3 separate regions of the Zea mays genome follow, and regions 2 and 3 are each linked to region 1. Evidence: chromatin contacts called from public Hi-C data. All regions are on one chromosome and are shown on one strand. Each heading gives the region's core, a stretch centred on a gene start, on an enhancer-like site or on the middle of the called end of the contact. The rest is flanking DNA. Distances are from core to core; before and after follow the strand shown.

Region 1 (2,749 bases), core at 145-2,644:
CCCTCTCCTCGCCTCTTTCTGCTTCTGGCGACAGCAACTCCTCCGGGCCCAGCTTGTCGCCATTACTGTCTGATAAGGTACTCCGCGTGCTAAACCTTTGCCTGCAGCGTCCGGCGAGCAAATGCCTGTCTTCAAGGAGCAAGTCTTATAATTGTTACTGGTAGTAGTAATTAAGTGAACAGTATGTACCTAAAAAGTTAAAAATATGACTTGCTGAGAAACCAAGCAAAAACAAATTGAAGCAGATCGTGTAACAGATGTCGATGTCATTACAAGCAGGATTCAGAGAAAAACAAGACATGTGAAATCAATGCTAAACACCATGGGATTCCAGGACAAAGACAGAAAACATGTAGATAGAGCAGATCACATCCATTACATTTTTTTCAGAACTGCTAATCATAATCCTCCGTTAACATCAGCACATAGCAAGAAGCTACCTCTTGAAAACAACAACGCACACCTATAACACAACCATGACGTGCTAAACTAAGCACCTCCATCAGTAGCGAGCAGGCGCCGCAACCGAACCGCCTAGGCGCGCTCGCCGCGGATGCGGCGCGCGAGCTGGATGTCCTTGGGCATGATGGTGACGCGCTTGGCGTGGATGGCACAGAGGTTGGTGTCCTCGAAGAGGCCCACCAGGTAGGCCTCGGCGGCCTCCTGCAGCGCGGCGACGGCGGAGGACTGGAACCGGAGGTCCGTCTTGAAGTCCTGCGCGATCTCGCGGACCAGACGCTGGAACGGGAGCTTGCGGATCAGCAACTCCGTGCTCTTCTGGTACTTGCGGATCTCGCGCAGCGCGACGGTGCCCGGGCGGAAGCGGTGCGGCTTCTTCACGCCGCCCGTCGCCGGCGCCGACTTGCGCGCCGCCTTCGTCGCCAGCTGCTTCCGCGGCGCCTTGCCGCCCGTCGACTTGCGCGCCGTCTGCTTCGTGCGGGCCATCGGGGAAGGCTGGGGACAGGGAGGCCGAGGAGGCTTTGCTCTGTTCTGGGGTTCGGAGTTCGGACGGGGCGTGGGGCTCTGGCTTCGCGGTGGCCGGTGAGGAGTTGCGGGCAGGCGGGAAGGGGTTAAAGTAGGAGGCGGCGGGTGGATTTGGTGCTGCGCGCGCGGAGGGTTGGGAATTTGGCCGTGCGCGGGAGGAGGGAGGAGAAGGGAGGGTGGGATGCGCGCCGTTCGATTGCGTTTGAACGAAGGGTGGAGATTGGTTTTAGAGGGGTCACGCGGATACCGATCCGTGGGTGGTGAGCGCGGCCATTGGCGGAGCGCCATCTGGCAGCCACCTGAGGCCAATAGTCACACATACAGTACTGCCGCATCATAGTTTGTTTGGCGCTACGGGACATTCCTTTCCCTCCATGGAAGATGGAACGGCATTGCACTTGCGGTGCGGAAATCAACTTTTTATGGCTAGTTTGGAAGAAGGGGGTAGAGAGAAAATTAGAGGGCTAAGAGCATCTCCAAGAGACTAGCTAAATAGCTTGTCAAGGTAAATTTTTGCTACTTAACAGTAAAATAGTTCTCCAACAGACTAGCCATTTAACATGCCAAGCTATCCGGCTCTCTAAATTGATTCCTTCACTAGCCAAATTTGGCCAGCAACTCTCGCTAGCCAAGTTAATTTGTATGTTGAAGAGTCTGTTGGAATGTGATGTTATATATACAGTTTAATCTTTATGGAGAGACAAATAAAGAGTCAAATAGAGAGTAAAAAATAAAGAATCTCTTGGAGATGCTCTAACATCTTTTTTATTATCTTAATAGCAAAATATTTTGGCAGCTTAGGAAACGGAGAAATGTTGTGGTGTTCCGCGGGGAAAGATCACCACTTGCAACAACCATGCTGTTGTGCCGCTCTGAAGCTGAATTATGGAGATCCAGGCTACGACATGAGGACTACCAGATCGTGGCTGCCTGGTGTCGTGCTTTGTATGTAACATAGCGTAACCACATCGATGTAACCTAACCCCCCCTATGTACTAACAAAGGCGTTTTGGCCACAAAAAGTAATGCAATTCAGGTGGGGATCCTATCCCCCGGTGACATTCAAAAAAAATAGCAAAATATTTTGGTCCTTTCAATTCTCTCCATTTCTCGTCTCCCAAACTAGCCCTCCCCATACGAGACGGTGCTTTCTTGTTACATGTCTATTCCAACGCCGCCGCAGGAAAGAATAAAATTGAAACGGGGACGAACTTTTGTTTTGCGAGAGAAAACTAAAGTCATATGTTATGTAACCACTGACATGATTGATAATTTTCATGCAACTTCATGAAAGGTATGAAAGTTGTGTTTTTTAAGCACCCTATGAGGAGTTTCAAAAATTTTATGAAATTGGTCTTTAGTTTCAATTTTTTAAAAACTAGAGCGGCTAGACCTGTTTGGATGAAAGAAGTTGGAACGTACCTGGATCATATATTTCTCATCTCGTGACTCTACGCGCACAGAGCAAAGAGAGGGCAGGTGCCTCCGAAGCCCTTGCCGTTCGAGACCTTGCACGGGGGATTGAGATCTGGATCACCAGAGCGCATGGGAGGGTATGACCAGTTTATTTTCCTTACTGTTTTACGTTCTGCAGATTATATATGTTTCATATATTCATCTGTTCTATTTTATATGTAGCTGTTGGGACCATGCTTCGTCGCCGAAGGTCCTGTGGAAAGAAACAGTTTCGGCTGAAGCTGCTCGTACGTGATGCCGAATGTACCATTCATGAAGCTTCGGTATTACAGCATATCTGAAGATGAAG
Region 2 (2,749 bases), core at 89-2,588, 190 kb after region 1:
ACTCAAAGATAAGGAGCATACTTCTCCATGATAGGATGAGGGACCTTGTGTTCGTCAAATTTAACTCAAAGTTGAAGCAAAAAAAAGAGAACAAATCAAGAGACCCAATTGAGAAGCAGGTTCCTGATATCCTAGAAGATAGTGGCAATGAGTGGATCACTAGAGTTGCATCAATTGAACAAGAACAAGCACAAAACACTGAATTTGTTGAAGCTACAAATGCACAAGGTCAGTCATCAAGGACAACAATAGAAACGGGAAAAAGGAAGAGAGAAATTCAGCCTAGAAGAAAGACAAGGACAAGGAAGCTCATTGATATTAATGAATGCAATGATGATGAACCTAAGCTTGCTTCATCCTCTGATTCAGAAGAAGATGATGCACATGTTGACATGGATCAAGAGTCCTCAAGTTCTCATTCTTCTGATTCGGATAACTCCGTGTTTGATGAATAGAATGCACTAGTAGTAGTTCACTTACACTATTGCACTAATAATAATTTTGTTATGTAATGGATGTCTGGATCATGGTATTATGTAGCTAACTTGCTACAATGCTACCTTGGTGAACTGATGAACTACTTGTTTGCTATTGTAGTAAGTAGTATTTTAAAAGTTGGAACTATTGAATTGTTTGCTGCTAAACTCTTTTGGCCTCTGTGTTGTTTGTTTAAGGCTTTACCGCTTTATTAAGCTGCTTTCCAGTCTACAGCTGCTCGCTGTTTGGTGTTTGCTAAGGTGTCACAATGTCAACTATTGATTGAATGCTGCATTGCTGCATATGCTACAATTGTTGGATGGTTGTACAACTCCAACTTTGACTGTGTTATTGTCAGTCTTATTGACTATGTCTGTGTTATTTTTTACAAATCCACTATTTGCTATAGCTACGCTATACCTGCGCTATAGCCTCGTAGCCTAAAAAAATGTTGCCGCTAGTTTGCATAGCCCGCTATTTTAAACCTTGCTTTGAGCTATGAGAAAACTGCCGCGAGCTGGTCGTTTTGGAAAAGCTAAAATATAATTCTATAAGAGCATGATAGCTTGTAATACGAATAATAGAAATATGGAAAGTCTAAGGTAAGGGGTGATTCTAAATTAGACTAGAGGAATTTATAGATTTTTAAGAATCTATTCTGCTGTTGTACCTATTTTGTTGAGATTCCAGTTTTTTGACAGTGAATCTAATCCTTTGAATATTTTTTTTCATAAATCTACAATTCGGACAGTGTTATAATGAATTTGACGAGAAGCTGGTCTATCCCAACCACCTACCATGGGCCTGGCCTGGCCTGGCCCATTTCTATGAGAAGAGAGGAGGAGAACTGAAGGGATCAAAGGGAAAGGAAACCTAGACAAGCGAGGCGGCGGCCCCGCGTTCTCCGTCTCCGTCTCCGTCTCCGTCCGCCCGGCGTAAAGAAAAGCCTCTCTCACCACAGCCGCCACGCCATGGCCGAGGAGACCGACACCAGGCCTGCCTCCGCGGGCTCCCGAGGCCGCCCCGCGCCCGAGGACGACGACAGGGAGGAGGGCGAGATCACCGACCTCGCCTGCGCTCCTTCCCCGCCCGCCACGCACCCGCTCGAGCACTCCTGGACCTTCTGGTTCGACAACCCGCAGAGCAAGTCCAAGCAGGCCGCCTGGGGGAGCTCCATCCGCCCCATACACACCTTCTCCACCGTCGAGGAATTCTGGGGGTGCGTTCATTCTCTTCAGATTCGCCCTCCCTCGTCCTTCTATCCTCTTCCCCTGATCGCATCCCACTGTTTCTCTTTTCCGTTACAAATCCTCCGACCGAGGGCCGCCGCATGCTCATGTAATTGGTAAATTAATTCGGTGACTAGTGCTAGCCACTTAGATGTTACGTAAATCTATATATGAGCCCAACCTGTCACCCTTCAGTTCACGGATCCGAGCCGAAACTCTTGACATATCCTAGCTGCTACTGTTGCCTTTTGATTGAGTACTCCTTCCGTCCAAAATGTAAGGGGTTTTGGCTCTCTTTTTCCCGTCTACATCCATATCCATGTTAATGAATCTAGACACATATTCAAACCACATACATGATATATAATATTTGGATCAGTAAAAGGTTAGAACTCCTTACAATTTGGGACCGTGGAGTAAATAAGAGTAAAGTTCACTTCTGATCCTTAAACTTTTCTGCTGTGTCAATTCTGTACATCAAATTTTAAAGTATGTCTCTTAAGAGCTCAATCTCTGTTTGAGTCTCTATTAAGTCCTAACAGGTTGCTGTGGCCCACATGCAGTCGTTGAGGAAGAAGAGAGAAGGGTGGATGGGGTGGGGGTCTAACAGACCACAACGACTGACATATAAGCCACGACAGCCCGTTAGGATGTAATCGAACAGAGATTAAGCCCTTAAAAGACATACTTTAAAAGTTTATGGATCAGATTGACACAGCCAGACAGATTTAAGGACCGGAAGTGCACTTTACTCGAGTAAATAATAAATTGAGCCTCCAACGTCACACAAAACCTTTTATTCTACATAGATTTGTGAACTCTTTGGAGGTTTCATTTAGGGCATGTACCCTGCATATTAATGCACCATGCCTTAAGATGTGTCAAAGAGCTTCTTCAATAAGGTGTCTCGAAATAGTGTCCTAAAAATTAAAACACTACATTATTTAAAGTGTTTAGAACACTAAAAACAAATTGAGGTCCAATAGTTAAGTCCTAAATCATGTATTTTAGGAAGTAAATTACATTTTTTTTAATAAAAAAAT
Region 3 (2,749 bases), core at 63-2,562, 130 kb after region 1:
AGCATGACATGGGTTGAAGCTTTAAACAATACATATTTCCAAAAGGCATGAAGTGAGAAAAATGGTATTGGACAACCAACTACAGAGATATAGGGAATAGCAACAGGAAAGACCAGAGCTATGCAGTCAAACCATACAAAGTAAGAGTATTCTATTCTGTTCCTGAAAAGTCAATGCATCCTAGCACAATCATCACAACAAGAATTGAGCATGGAAATACAAGAGAGCATGTCCCAGCGGCCACCGACAACGAGACAAGCCTCAACTAGAAAATCTATCCCCACCAAACACCAAAATCCAGCCCAACCTTGATACAACACCGTACGTGCTACGAGGACAGGATAATTTATCAAACCTGCAGCAGATCTCGAATCGTTTTATTTATTGGGCGAGCCAGCAAAAAGAAAACAATTAGGCACCTTGCGGAGCGGGTGGTCTTTGGGGAGGAAGCTGCCGATGGTCTTGCCGTAGACCTCGCAGGTGGAGAAGTGGATGAGACGCTTGCTGTTCTCGGAGCAGTACTTGACCTGGACAGGAGAGTGAGTGATGAGTGACATTGACATGTTCTGTCTTGTGTTTGTGTGATGATGCTGATAGTAGGTAATCGTACCACTGGGAGTGCGTCGATGAAGTTGCTGTAGATGGTGTCAAGTGGGCGAGTGTTGTAGTCGGCCGGCGTGCAGATCGCGGCCAGGTTTATGGTCTTGGCGCGCAGATCAGATCCAAGCAGCAGCAGCATGGCAGGAGAGGATGAGGAAATCCGTGAGTCAATTCGAAATGCATTCCAAGTAGTAGTAAGCAATCGAGAAAGAAAAAAGGAAGATAGGTGGAAGAATAGGCACTAACTGACCAGATCGGCCATCTTGATGAGCCCCTCTAGCCTGGAGTCGTTTTTTATGTTAAGGCGGTGGAATGAGATGCGCCCGGCGAGGTGCGGCGGCGCGGGGTCGACAAGGTGGCGGATCTTGTCGCAGTAGACGTCAACAGCGAGGACGGTGTGGTGCGTCTCGGCCATTAGCTTCTCGCAGAGGTGGGAGCCGATGAAGCCGCCGGCGCCGATCATGCAGATGGTGAGGGGAGCGATGGGGTTGCCATCCAGATCCAGGCGGGTGGCCGCCGGCGAGGGAGACGACGACATCCTCCTCCTTCCGTGACGCGGCGCGGTGGCGGTGGTACGGGGAATGCGCGTGGATCAGTGGATGTAGCTAGCTGGCTGGGTCCCTGGCGCAGTGCGTCGGGTCACGAGGCGATGTCGGTGGCGTGGCTTCGGAAGGGTGCTCCCTCTCTCTTCTGATGTGTCTGCCTATTTACGGTGGGACGGAGTGAGGGTGTAAAAATTCGATAGACTCCGTTTCAAGAATCAAGAGCAGCTCAAATAGTGATGTATAATTTCACTACCTAAATTCTAGATTTAGCAAATCTTTAAATGATATAGAAAGCAAAAAAAATCATCTTCTCCAATAATTATCTATATATTATTTTCTAAATATATTAAAACTTATCATGTCACTAGTTTTTGCTGGACAAGTCAATTTTTCTTTTTATTTTCGTCTCCCTTCCTCAACTCGATCTCAAAATTGTGGCCTTCCCAGCCTTTCGATTTTGTTGTTACAATTATTTATTCAGTTGTTCCTGACTTATGCATGTATAATTGTTGTATTATCAATTATTTAATCTCTAGCTTACTAGCTATTGCAATTATGCATCTTCCACTGCCGACGCATTGGCTATGTTAATCTATATTAACTGCAGAATAGGAAAAGTCGTTGAAATAAAAAAAATGCACCAGTTTTTATGTTTTGGGAGTTGGTAAATGGTTGCCAAATGTAGGAAGGAAATGAGATTAGATTAGAAGTGAATAAATTTAGGAAGTTCATTTAGAGAGCTGCTAGATAGGAGTTTTTAAGTTAACTACCTAAATTAATGATTTAGGTAGTCTCTTAGAGAACTACTATAGGGGGTGTTTGGTTTAGGGTTGCACGGTACTCCAAGTATAAGATACTGTTAAAACACAATACTCCCTCCTTCCAAGGCGTCTAAGATTCTCAATTTTTCCCATGAAACAAGGCGTGCAGTGGTTTTCTAGCTAATATGGACACTGTGCCCTTGCTCTGCATATGATTAGAGAGTAAATGACAGCGAAGAAGTTTATGGCAGTTTATTCCATATACGGTGGTTTTCTGGCTAATGTGGATCCACTACCGTCTATGCATACACACACAAGGCAAGGTAGAGATTCTAGGGATTTTTAATTCTATTCACATGCAAGACGTCTTCCTAGCCATACACTCCTAGTCTTGAAGCAGCAACCATCGAAGCAGCCATACGTCTAGTGAAAGCATCTAGGCCCCTGGTTGGTTTTAGTGATTAATGACAACGTAATATTATATGTGACTAACGTGTGTTTTGCAGAGACAAATGGTAAGTTAGGTCGCATGACAGGTAAAAGCACTACAATGTGAAAGCAATCCCGGAGATAAGAACTCGAAGCGACGGCTAAAACAACGGAACAAAAGGTGAAGGTCTACGGAGTCCGAGTGTCAAGGAGATGTGGACACTCGCGATTTAGTTAGGTCTTTTATTCTCTTTTAGCCGTACTATAAAGAGGGGTTGTCGATGAGTAGTTTGACCAAGAGAGTTCTAGTGTAGTGTTGGTGCACAATCACACTCATATACAGTGCTAGGTGTCACTCTAGAACTCACACACAAGTTAGAGCAAAAACCGATTTGAAAATAAGCTGAAAAACAA

Evidence for each region. A called contact is a pair of places that touch in the nucleus more often than the background predicts.
Region 2: a contact with region 1 is called in a Hi-C map of bundle sheath, with 2.7 times the contacts expected there. The contact joins the promoter of eIF4E1 here to the promoter of LOC103650575 in region 1. A contact is called at or near these places in 4 of 25 Hi-C or Micro-C datasets (bundle sheath, ear, endosperm and 1 more).
Region 3: a Hi-C map of leaf shows a contact between it and region 1, with 3 times the contacts expected there. The contact joins the promoter of LOC542159 here to the promoter of LOC103650575 in region 1. A contact is called at or near these places in 11 of 25 Hi-C or Micro-C datasets (bundle sheath, ear, endosperm and 5 more) and 1 of 3 datasets of contacts at active chromatin or transcription factors (leaf).

What each region holds. Positions count from the first base shown.
Region 1 is chr3:133,837,020-133,839,768 of Zm-B73-REFERENCE-NAM-5.0, forward strand. LOC103650575 (histone H3.2) reads right to left here and starts at 1,395. Exons shown (of 1, transcript XM_020550309.2): 1 at 229-1,395. The coding sequence starts at 1,272. The coding sequence ends at 535.
Region 2 is chr3:134,030,512-134,033,260 of Zm-B73-REFERENCE-NAM-5.0, forward strand. It overlaps eIF4E1 (eucaryotic initiation factor 6), which reads left to right and starts at 1,339. Exons shown (of 5, transcript NM_001174185.1): 1 at 1,339-1,696. The coding sequence starts at 1,449. LOC109945285 (a long non-coding RNA gene) reads left to right here. Exons shown (of 2, transcript XR_002268413.2): 2 at 1-174.
Region 3 is chr3:133,968,140-133,970,888 of Zm-B73-REFERENCE-NAM-5.0, forward strand. It overlaps LOC542159 (bifunctional polymyxin resistance arnA protein), which reads right to left and starts at 1,313. Exons shown (of 9, transcript NM_001111781.2): 1 at 851-1,313; 2 at 611-703; 3 at 420-527. The coding sequence starts at 1,138.